3 separate regions of the Anser cygnoides genome follow, and all the other regions are linked to region 1. A link is a contact called in public Hi-C data. All regions are on one chromosome and are shown on one strand. Each heading gives the region's core, a stretch centred on a gene start, on an enhancer-like site or on the middle of the called end of the contact. The rest is flanking DNA. Distances are from core to core; before and after follow the strand shown. Region 1 has its middle 16 kb from the start of LFNG. Region 2 holds the start of CHST12 (carbohydrate sulfotransferase 12). Region 3 holds the start of GRIFIN (galectin-related inter-fiber protein).

Region 1 (3,429 bases), core at 294-2,793:
TGAGCCCATGGATGGGACAGGAGGATGTCCCGTAAAATCCCTCGCTAGCATCTGCAGTCGGTGGGACGGGCTGGAAAGCCGAGGGCAGCCAGCCCCCAAAGCAGCTCCCGGCCATCTCCCACCTCCCCCTAAAGCTTGCTCACCTTCCTACTGCATCCATCCCTTGAAGTTGAATTGCTGAGCCTTCCACAGTGTGTTTTTCTCCTCCTGCTTTCTAAGACCAGCTGTGTCCCTGTCCAAACCAAGTCCCCTCCTGCCCCCCGCCCCCGGGACTCCCAGATCCTTGCTGCTTCTGGTTCTCCAGCCATGCAGCGGGGCTGCCTCTGCTCCTTTGGCTGCTTGGCAAGGAGGCGGCGAGCGGGAGACGAAGCGAGCATCTTAAACACAGCTGGAAGCACTTCCCACGGTGCTGCCAGCCAAAGCTGTGGGACCGCTATAAGGCCCTGCTGCCGACCCCTCCGGCCTCGTCCTCAGTGGACGTGTCCCCCTCCATCCTCCCCACACTGCGATGGCTTCACTGGGGGGGGGACCGTGCTGGGTTTGTGCTTGTCCCCAGTGGGTGCAGGGGACTAAAACCACCGTGACACTTCAGATGATCCTTGGCCACATCCTAGGGACTGCCCTGCACTTTTCTCGAGAGCCAAGACATAAAGGACGTGAACATGGGTGCGCCATGGCCAACACGGGCACTAACTCTCCACAGTCCCCTCCGTGGTCGGCACGGTCGTATCCTGCAGGGTCCTGAGCACACATCAGCGCAGGGAGCCCCCCCCCTCCCAGCAGGCTCTGGGCATTTTGGGGCGCACAGAGTGATTTATAAGCCCCTTGGGGAGCAGGGACTGGAGCAGCCCATCCCTGCAGCAGCCCCACGCAGCTGCGTTTGGAGCAGCTCATCTGCGTGCCTGGTGATTTATGGGGTAAGAGCATCCATCCCATCCCATCCCGTGGTGTTCAGCTGGTGGGAAGAGGAAGGGGGGGTGGATGGGAGAAAAGCTTCTCATCACCAGCATCTGCAACACCTCCTAAAGCCCCTGCACGGACCCAGGAGGGATTAACAGCCTGTCCTGAGGGCTGAGCGGGGATTTTCACAGGGCTCGCTGTGAGAAACAGCCTGCCCCAAGCTGCTTTAAGGCAGGACCCTTCCCGACTGCAGCTCCAAGATAAACCACGGTGCGATCCTGCATACAGAAACAGAGACGTGAGGCATGGACAAGAAAGTCCTTCTGCTCCTGCCACCACCCGTCCCCTCTCCCCATGCCGCATGCGATGGCACGGCAGCATGCCCGGCTGCTCTGTCGCAGTGGCTGGACCCGTGGCCCCAGGTGGCCGCATCCAGGCTCTGTTCCTCTCCTGCCGGGCCACCCCAGCAGGCAGGAGGCTGCCGGTAAATGTGCCGGGAGGTCACGGCCTCTGCTCCGCCGTGTGTGCCCCCACGGAGCTGCAGAGGAGCCCTGCAGAGCCCCGGGGCTGCTGCCTCCCCCCTCGCTCCTCCTGCGGCTGCCTCCGCTTCAAACCCTCCTGACTGCCAAGAACAGGACTTCAGCATCCCCATGCGGTCAGACAGATCTGTTTCTCCCCATTTAGGCTTTGCTCTCAGCTGTTCAGGCCCAGTGGGCTCCCAGCTCGGGTCCCTGCATCCTCTGTCCTGGAAGGGCAGGCTGCTGAGCTCCCGGGAGCATTCATGAAGGGGTGACGGGGTCATTCCTCAGGACCAGGGGTGCTTCAGAGAGGGTTGCAGAGGACAAGATGCAATTCTGGCTGCCCACTGGCTTTCCCTGGGCTGGGAAATGTGAGGAATCGCAGCTCTGGAGGTATGCAAGAGAAGGAGAGCCACGGACCCAGCTCTCAGGTGCGGTTAATGGAAGAAATTGGGCAAATCCAGCCTCGGTCTCGGCATGCACACCGCCACGGGCAGCAGGAGTCACCACCCAGCCGCTGACCAGGGACAGAGGCACGTAACCGGTCCCAGCGGGCACACCAGCAGCCACCAGCGTGCTGGCTTTCCAGCACAGAACAGCCGCCAAGCACCACCACCTCCTGGAGGCACCGCTCCTGTCGGCACAGCTCAGCACACGCCAGTAACACAGATACTTGAAAGCGTCTCCCCGGGGCACCCCTCCCTCCCTTATCTTAGAGGTCGGAGATCTAAGGGCCCACTACTGAAGGCTGATCTGAAGGCGAGGTTTATTCAAACACATATTTCACCCCGGCTCCTGGGGGAGAAGGGACCCATGTAGGAGGCTGAGCGAAACCTGAGGCTGTGGGCACGGCCGGCTGGAAAGCACTGGGAAAGGTCACCGGGCCGGTGGCCTTGCATGTTCCCATCCCTGGTGGGAGTCTGTCAACCTGGTAAAATATTTACGTGCTGACTCTGGTGGGGGCTTTATTCTCCTTCACGCCATCGGCTTCCCTTGGCTGCTCCAAGCCCCCTGCGCCTCAGAGTGGGTTTAATCAGCTCAGGGCAGGGGGCGAAGGTGGAACGCACAGGTCCCTCTGTTAGGGGGAAAAACAAGGGGGGAGGCTGGTCTGTCAATTATTTGTGAGGGGAGGAAAACTGGTTTCTGTTGAGATTCACACGAGGGTGAAAGGGGCAGCAAAAAACCATCGGTGTTTCTGCACCTTACTGATGGGTTTGTGACCACGGGAGTGGGTTTCAGTCTAAATACACACGGTGCTTAACCAAATACAGAATTAACAGAATGAAACCCTCGCTCACACCAGTCAGGCCCACCAAGGGAGTAGGACAGGTCCGCATAAAATCTGGGGGAGCGGAGCAGGGCAGAACGCCAGCACAGAGAAGGGTGCCCAGGACCTGCAGCTTGGCCACAGGGCTGAGGGCAGCTGTCCCCTCTCAGCAGCCCTCAGACCGGCGGTGCCACATGGCGGTGACATCCAGGGGTGTTGGCCTGGTCCTGACAGCAGCACCAGGTAATCTGGGAGGGAGACGAGTCCCTTGGTTCGACTGACTCAGGCAGAAAACATCAAGAGAGACACTGCGGACGGGTGGAGGTTTTTAGTTCGACCTTCCCGAAGGCCCGCACGGACATTTTGCGGCCTTCCCAAGATCGATGCCCCTGCAGCGGGGCAGCTGCCACCATCCCTCCCCTGCATATCGCTGTCCGGCTTGGCCACGGCCGTACTCCTGCTCCTGAAAACGAAGCCCTGGTGCTGGTGTAAATGAAGCAGCACAGGGAGGGATCGCCGCAGCAGCCTGGTGGGTGCCACCATGCCGTGGTGCCTGCAGGTCCCTGATAGACACCCGGCTGCGTGCAGTGGTCAGCATCCTCCCCACACCAAAACTCATCCCCCCCAGGCACCCTGCTGCAGCCCGTGCAGGACAACGGGTGAAAACACCTCATTTCTGAAGCAGGATTAGTGCAACTTTCCCCCAGAAGGAACGCCTGCACAGCTCCTTTTTCTCCAGAGGGC
Region 2 (3,429 bases), core at 462-2,961, 120 kb before region 1:
TCTGCCTGTCAAAGGATGGGTCCTACAGAAGCAAATCGAGGGTGAGTACCTGAAATATCAGGCAGCTGGCTCACGAGGCACTAGGATATTCTTCAGCACTTGCTCTGTTACAGTCTGAACCTGAAGAGCTGTAAATGCAACACAAACTGTCCACTTGGGAAAGCAGTCACACGGGTGTGTGTTTTACAGCCAAGTCTGAAGCCTTTCTTTTTCTTTTCTTTTTTTTTTTTTTCCCAACAGATGACATTGGCGATATTCCAGAATGAGTTACACTCTGTCAAGCTCTTAGCCAAAAAAAACCTTTTAGGAAGAGAAAATAACATGTTCAGAGGTGTTCATAATCCTAGTTTAATCCACGCTTGAAGAATAAAATTTAATCTGAATTAGCCATGTGACAATGCACTGCTTCTACTGAATGTGTTGCCTTGGGAAATTTTCAAGACAACTACGTGCAAACCTTGGGCCTTTGCAGATCTCACCTCTGCTGAGCCCACGGCAATCTGCCTCTTCCCTTTCTGACCAGCAACCAGCCTCAAACCAAAGCGGAGAAACTTGGTCGGGTACTTCGCTTCCCTCCTGTGCAGGGCCTGCAGATGGTGCCAGCAGCCGTCAAAAGCAGCAGCTCGTCATCCGCGTGGGGAATGAGCAGAGGACTGGAGAAAAGTCACCAGGGGAGCACGACTGCCCCTGGCCCTAAGGGATTGCAGTCTGGGGACTGTCGGAAGTAGGGGAAGTGGGTGCAGGGGTAGCATGCCTTAAGATCCATTTTAGCTTGTGTTGCGATGCTGAAAAGCAGAGGGAAGGTTAGCAGAGAGGGACCTTACATTTGTACATGACTTCTATACTCCTACCACAAGTCTTTCTTCTGTACTGCGTGCTGTAGCTGTTAGCTTTAATTAAAGACAACTAAGGTGTAAACAGAGTCCAGGAGAAGAGGACAATCGCATTTTCCCAGCAGTGTTCTCCTCCCAGATGTCAGCGTGGAGCCCGAGCTGCCTTTTTCCCAGGGCAAAGGTGTGGATACCACCCGAGCACCCAAAAGGCTGCCTGATTATTCAAACCAAATGTTAATGCCTGAGAAATAGCTTCGTCTTTCTCCCCTGCTGTCTCCGTGTGTTGCTGTGAGGTGGGGAGGTGCAATGCATGCCTGGAATGCTGTTTGGGTGAGCAGATGTTTGGCTGTGAGAGCAGCCAGACACTGCTCTAAGCTCTTTTCCACCTAAACAGCATTTCAGATCGGACTGCAGTGGGGACAAGCAGCGTGGTGATAGGTGAAGACCCTGATAAGAGGTAGCCTGGAGGTCAATGGCAGGAATGTTTTTATTTTTGGAAAAAAAATGTCTCCAGTCAGCAATCTTCTCCATAAGGGACTATTTTTATATTTTTATTTTTTAAGTGGGTTCCTACTTTTTAAAGATGTTACAAATAAAGTGCTTTCTCCTGGGTCTGCCAAAGTGTCTAAGACGACAATCTCAGCTAGGTTCATGCACTTCACAAATGGTTCAAGAACATTTTTACAGCTGCAGCACTCACAAAGAATTCTCCTACATGCTCTTTCTCACTTGCCGTGACACCGGTCACCTTCCCTATCCCTCTGTGCCTCTTGCTTTGCTACCTGTTCAGAAGATGAGGGGTAATTCACTCCAGGGCTAAGGAAACTTAATTTACTTGTATTTATAAAATGCCTTAAACTGCTGAAGTGGGATGCAATACAAGTGCATAAGCTGCCATAAGAAGGCAGCTGATTTCCCTAATTAAACAGGAAGAAGCAGGAAGAGGTGCAATTGCAAAACAGAAAGGTCAGGAAAACTTGTCTGTTTGCTTATCTATTTCACATAAACAAAGATATAAAAAAATGGCAGACAGATAAAATAAGCACAGTGTGTGTGTAAAACAAACCTGGGCCAGCGAGTCTCGAGCCAAGCCGCTATTTACAAGACCTCACGTGACCTGCAGGCACTGAAGGACCAAAAGTGAAGGAAAAGCGAGTTTTCCAAGTGCATACATCTCCACTAAATACCTTTGGGCTGAATCACTATGAAAAGCTGCAGTGTTCAGAGCTATTTCAAGCAGAGACCCGGACATTTGAGTCTAATGCACAGCTTTGAGGCTCCATCTCTATACGGAGGTTGCGTAACAACAGTTTGATAATTTGCCATGACTGTTGTAAAGCGCACGGGACTAATGATGTGCTAATTTTCCTGTTTGTAAAACCTATATATTTAAGCCTATGTTAATACATGTAAAACTTGGCCATTGAGATCTCAGAGGTGGAATGTGTAAATATCCTTTGCAGCTTGGAGAACTGCTGTAACTGAGGCTCCAGCCCGCGCCCCAGACCCACCTCCTGCGCAAAGCAGGGCCCTGCTCCTTTTCCGAGGCTTTGATTCTTCTCGGTCACAAAGCGTAGGAGTAGAAAAGGGCGTTTAAACTGCTCTGGGCTTTTCAGGCAGCACCTTCTAGCTGTGCTGTGCCTCAGCTACACCCTGCTCCTCTAAGGGCCTAGTGGGACAGAACCCAAAAAGCCGCATAGTTTCTTTCTCCCCTCAAATAGCTTCAAGTGGCTGTATGTAAGCCTGAGCTCCAGCACACACGGATGTCTCAGGATGCTGTGTTCATGTCGGGACGAGGATTACTGCCGTCACTGGCTGCTTCCGTCCCCGTCCTGTCACTGGGGCAGGCACTGGAGAGGCTTCTTTCCTTTCTCCATCCCCCGTACGCCCAAACACACGGGCGCGCTGCCTGCGACCAAGCCAAAGGCAACCCCCCGGTTAACAGATCTCCCGCAGCCTCTCCCTGCCCGTCAGGACGAGCTGGCAACGCGGCCACGTTTCGGAGAGCGCTGAGGGGGAGCCGAGAGCCCCTCCCTCAGGGGCGTCCCCCCACGCCAGGCCTGCTCCGGGCCCTGAGGGCTGCGGGCGGGGCGGCGCCTGCGCCGCGGCCCTGCGGGGGGACCCCCGGTGCCCGGCGTCTCGCGAGAGGCGGCGGCGGCGGCACCGGGACGGGGCCGGGCTGCGGGACGAGGAGGAGGAGGAGGAGGAGGAGGAAGAGGAGGAGGAGGAGGAGGTGGAGGAAGAGGAGGAAGGCGCCGCCGCCGCCGCCCGGGCGGAGGTGAGCGCGGAGCCGCCCACGGCGGGGCGGGCCGGGCTCAGGGCGCGGGGCTCGGTGCCTGCGGGGGGGGGGACGGGACGGGCAGACGGACAGACAGAGGGGCAGACAGACGGACGGGCCCTCCGGTGACTCCAGCCCGCCGCCAGCAGCAGCCCCCGCTCTCCTTCAGCGCCCCCCCCCCGGGCAGCAGGTAGGGCGCACGGCCCCGTTATCCTTCCCCTCGGTGCCCCCCTCCTCCCCCGGGCTCGGGTCTGTGTGGGGCTGAGGCGGCTCCTGTCCGGGTGCCGGCCCCTCTGCTGCCCCCCCGGGCTCTGCCCC
Region 3 (3,429 bases), core at 402-2,901, 67 kb before region 1:
TAGATTTCCACCTGAAAGAGAGACTGTGTTAGGTTCACCGGGTGGACACACGTCCTCACCAGGCCTTGCTGCTGTTACAGCCGTGAGCACTCATGATCCACTGCAAATCCTCCCCAAACTGACATGGGGACAGGTCACTGCCTTGTTGGGTAAAAGGAAGGAATAACTGAGTTCTTTGTTTTCTGACAGCAGAAAGAGGTGATAATGCATAGCTTAAATTGGTGACAACTGCAACATCCAGGGATTATTGCTGGAGCTGCACATGTCTGTGCCAGAGCTGGGTATAAATCAGCAGCAAAATTAGGGGACAAAAGAAGTACTAGCAGGGGGGGACAAAGCCAGAGAGGGGACATTACTGGGTATGGGGCTGGCTAGATCCCTGAGAAAGACCCTGATATTGACTGGGTCCCCCCGTCCCACCCAAGAACATCCGTGGTGTGATGCAGGGCTACCTGGAAAGGCTCCTTTGCTTCGAAGGGGAAGGTGCTGTTAACCTCTTCCCTCCCCCAGTGGTTGGCCAGGAAGGAGTTGCAGACGATTCTGGAGCTGGCAAAGCGGGGGTTAAAGTGGAAAGCGATTTGGTCTCCGGGATGACTGAGGAAATTAATTTCAAACCTAAAACAGCAAAAGAAAGAGGTGGTGGAGCGGCACCACTGGATCTTGAGAGCCAGGGGGGCTGCAAGCGGCTTGTGGCCTTACATGCTTGTGCTGGAGCTGGTTTCGCCCTTGACCACGACGCTCCAGCCGGGACACATCCCCTCTGGGTACAGGGCCTCGAACTGCCAGCAAGGAGGTGATGGTGAGACATGGCAAGGTGGGGAGCTGCGTGTCAACGGCTCATCCCTGAACACTTCTCTATCTTTATCATCCTCTTCCCTTTTTTCCCCGCTCACACACAGACATGCTCTCAAGCCCCTGCTCTTTTCTGACTCCTAAATAAGCTCAGGGACTTGCATTATATATATATATATATAATATGATATATATATATATAAAATGTATTTTTGCTCCCTGATTCCATCCAGCTCTCTACAAAAGACCTCAGAGGCAGCAAATCCCCCCTGGTGCAAAGATGCCCTGCTGCTTCTCCCCTACTGGACAATGCAAAATCTGAAGCAAGCTAAGCAGAAAACTTGGTGGTGCTCTGAAGCAGGGTGTGAAAGGCAGGGACTGATGAAGGAATGATGGTAACACGGCACCCAGCCCGTCCCCATCCAGCATTACGCAGAGGACTCTTTCCGAGAGCTCCTGCCTGTTCCCGTTCCACCCGTTCCCCCCCATCTCCAAGGTTAAACTTGCACAGAACGAGCTGGAAAACGTTCCTTTTTGAATAATTCATAGTTTTAATAAATAACTCATTTTAATAAGAAGTGCTTGCCATTTCACCCCGCACTTTTTAGCACACTAATGATTTTGCACTTCTGAGCATCTCCCTTTCCCAAACTTATTGCTCGTGCTGGGAAAATCTCTCCAGCTTTGGCATCACCACTGCCAGCTCCATGCCTGGCCCTTGGTCCCTATAGCTCAGCACTCCTACACCCCTTCCCTTTCTCTGCCACAATTTCTGTTTCTCTGCCACAATTTCCCATTTCCAATGCCTTTTGGGGATGTGCAGGTCAAGCACGTCCTCAGCACTTACCCGCAGTGCCATCCTGCTCGCCTGCCCCTTGCTGCAGATGTGGGTGTGTGGTCGGGGTGGATTTATATAGGGGCGGGTGGCCGGGAGCCCTGTGCACAGGGATTAGCAGAGGCAGCAACCCCAGGTCACCTTTTCAGTGCAGGCTGTTGGATGGCGCTGGGGAGCAGCAAATCCCGCTCCCCACAGCGGGGTCAGCCTGCTGAGGCGTGCAGGGATAATTCGGTCCCATACAAAAGCAGCAGGCACCAGGCGAGCTGGAGCTGTGACACGATGGAAGCAGCATGGGGCGGTGATGGGGTGGACGTGCTAGGAGCACAAGGAGGTGACGGGGGCTCTCAAAGCTGGAGGAGATGCCAGAAGGTCGGTCTGCTGCAAAGTCCATAGAGTCTTTTTTTTCTTTTTGGTCTTTTCTTTTTCTCTTTGCCTTTTTGCTCGCTCAGAGCCCCAGCCTGAAATGAGCTGACGGCAGCTCTGTCCCAGCCGATGTGGGGCCAGCAGGTTTGGGATGCCACCGCGCTGAGCTCAGTGTGATTCCCTTCCTGGCTGGAAACAAAGCAGGGATTTGGGAGTGGGGTGAGGGAGCTTTTGTCAGATATATGCTGTCATGGAAAGGCACCAAGAAATAGGTAGTGATGAAATGAATTTTGCTCTTCACTGGTGATGGGAGTTTTCATTAGTGTGTGCTAATAATGTATGGCCGGGCAAAGCTGAGCCAGGGAAGGGATTTTCACACACCCTTACTCCACTCCCCCATTTTCAGAGGGTGAATGCATGAAAGGCACATGCTGGCCCATCTCTGCATGGATGGGAGGCTGTGGCACTACCCTGTGGTCCTACAGGAATCCCTGGTTTCCATCGTTGAAAAACCCCTCGCTCTTTGTCCGTAGTGCTAATGGTATTGAATGTGTTTGTTTTATTTCCAGCAGATAAGCAGAACGAGAGCTGCTATCCCAGGCTCTAGTGCCCCTTGGCAGATGACTGAAAACGCAATCTAGCAGGCGTGTAAGCCAACAGCCTCTCTGGGGGCTGAAAAAACAACCAAGTCCCAGGCTGGGATTCGCCCAGTTGGAGTCCTACAAAACGGCAGTGCTCGCGGTGAGAAAAGGCTGTGCCGGGGAGCACCAGAGCAGGGCTCTGTGCTACAGATGGCAGCATCGGGACGCGCAAGGCAGCCGTGGAGGTGCTGAGCGGGTGGTGGGGACACCCAGCCGTCCCTCCTCGGGCTGCTGCACGTTGGCATCCCTCATCTGCCCGGCTGTATGTATTCCCTGCTTGTGGTCTGAGCTCAAAGACGTGGTTCTGCTCCCCAGGTCCTCCCCTCCTGCTCGTTTCTGCTGCCAGCCAGGCTAAGGGCTGTGTGGATACAGGGTGTGTGCAAGCATCCCTTCGGGATGCATCTGAGACCTTCCCCATGGCAGTGGCCAGAACCAGACGGCATCGCAGCCATGTGCATAGGAAAGAGCAAGCTACGAGCTAAATAATTGATAAGTGAGTTTAGCACAACTTAGCTAACAAAATAAGCGTGTAGAAGCGTGGAGCGGCGCAGGGCAAGTCAAAGTGCTGCAGGGTGGTGGGAAAGCAGAGGGTGCTGCCCAGCGAGGCAGCGGCAGGGCAAACACCGGCTTCTTTCTGTGCCCAGTGCCTGCCTCTCACCCACATGGGGTGCTCACCAGTGAGTCACAGCTTCTAGAGAAGCTGCTGGAAACTTGTGTTATGTCTCATGAAACCAAGCACTCGCCACAGGTTCGTGCAGGCAGCCTGGTCTGGCAGGGTGACGTCTCAGCTGCGTC

What was found. A called contact is a pair of places that touch in the nucleus more often than the background predicts.
Region 2: a contact with region 1 is called in a Hi-C map of liver, with 1.5 times the contacts expected there. The contact joins the promoter of CHST12 here to the enhancer-like site in region 1. A contact is called at or near these places in 2 of 7 Hi-C or Micro-C datasets (granulosa cells and liver).
Region 3: a Hi-C map of granulosa cells shows a contact between it and region 1, with 3 times the contacts expected there. The contact joins the promoter of GRIFIN here to the enhancer-like site in region 1. A contact is called at or near these places in 3 of 7 Hi-C or Micro-C datasets (granulosa cells and liver).

What each region holds. Positions count from the first base shown.
Region 1 is chr15:5,052,410-5,055,838 of Taihu_goose_T2T_genome, reverse strand. No RefSeq gene overlaps it. Among named protein-coding and RNA genes, the nearest start is that of LFNG, 16 kb to the left of the region's middle. Within about 2 kb of position 1,543, at least 1 of the 3 cell types and tissues checked has open chromatin away from gene starts, as enhancers often do.
Region 2 is chr15:5,171,366-5,174,794 of Taihu_goose_T2T_genome, reverse strand. CHST12 (carbohydrate sulfotransferase 12) reads left to right here and starts at 1,711. Exons shown (of 3, transcript XR_010825090.1): 1 at 1,711-3,111.
Region 3 is chr15:5,119,534-5,122,962 of Taihu_goose_T2T_genome, reverse strand. It overlaps GRIFIN (galectin-related inter-fiber protein), which reads right to left and starts at 1,651. Exons shown (of 4, transcript XM_048066155.2): 1 at 1,640-1,651; 2 at 700-932; 3 at 453-615; 4 at 1-11. The coding sequence starts at 1,651.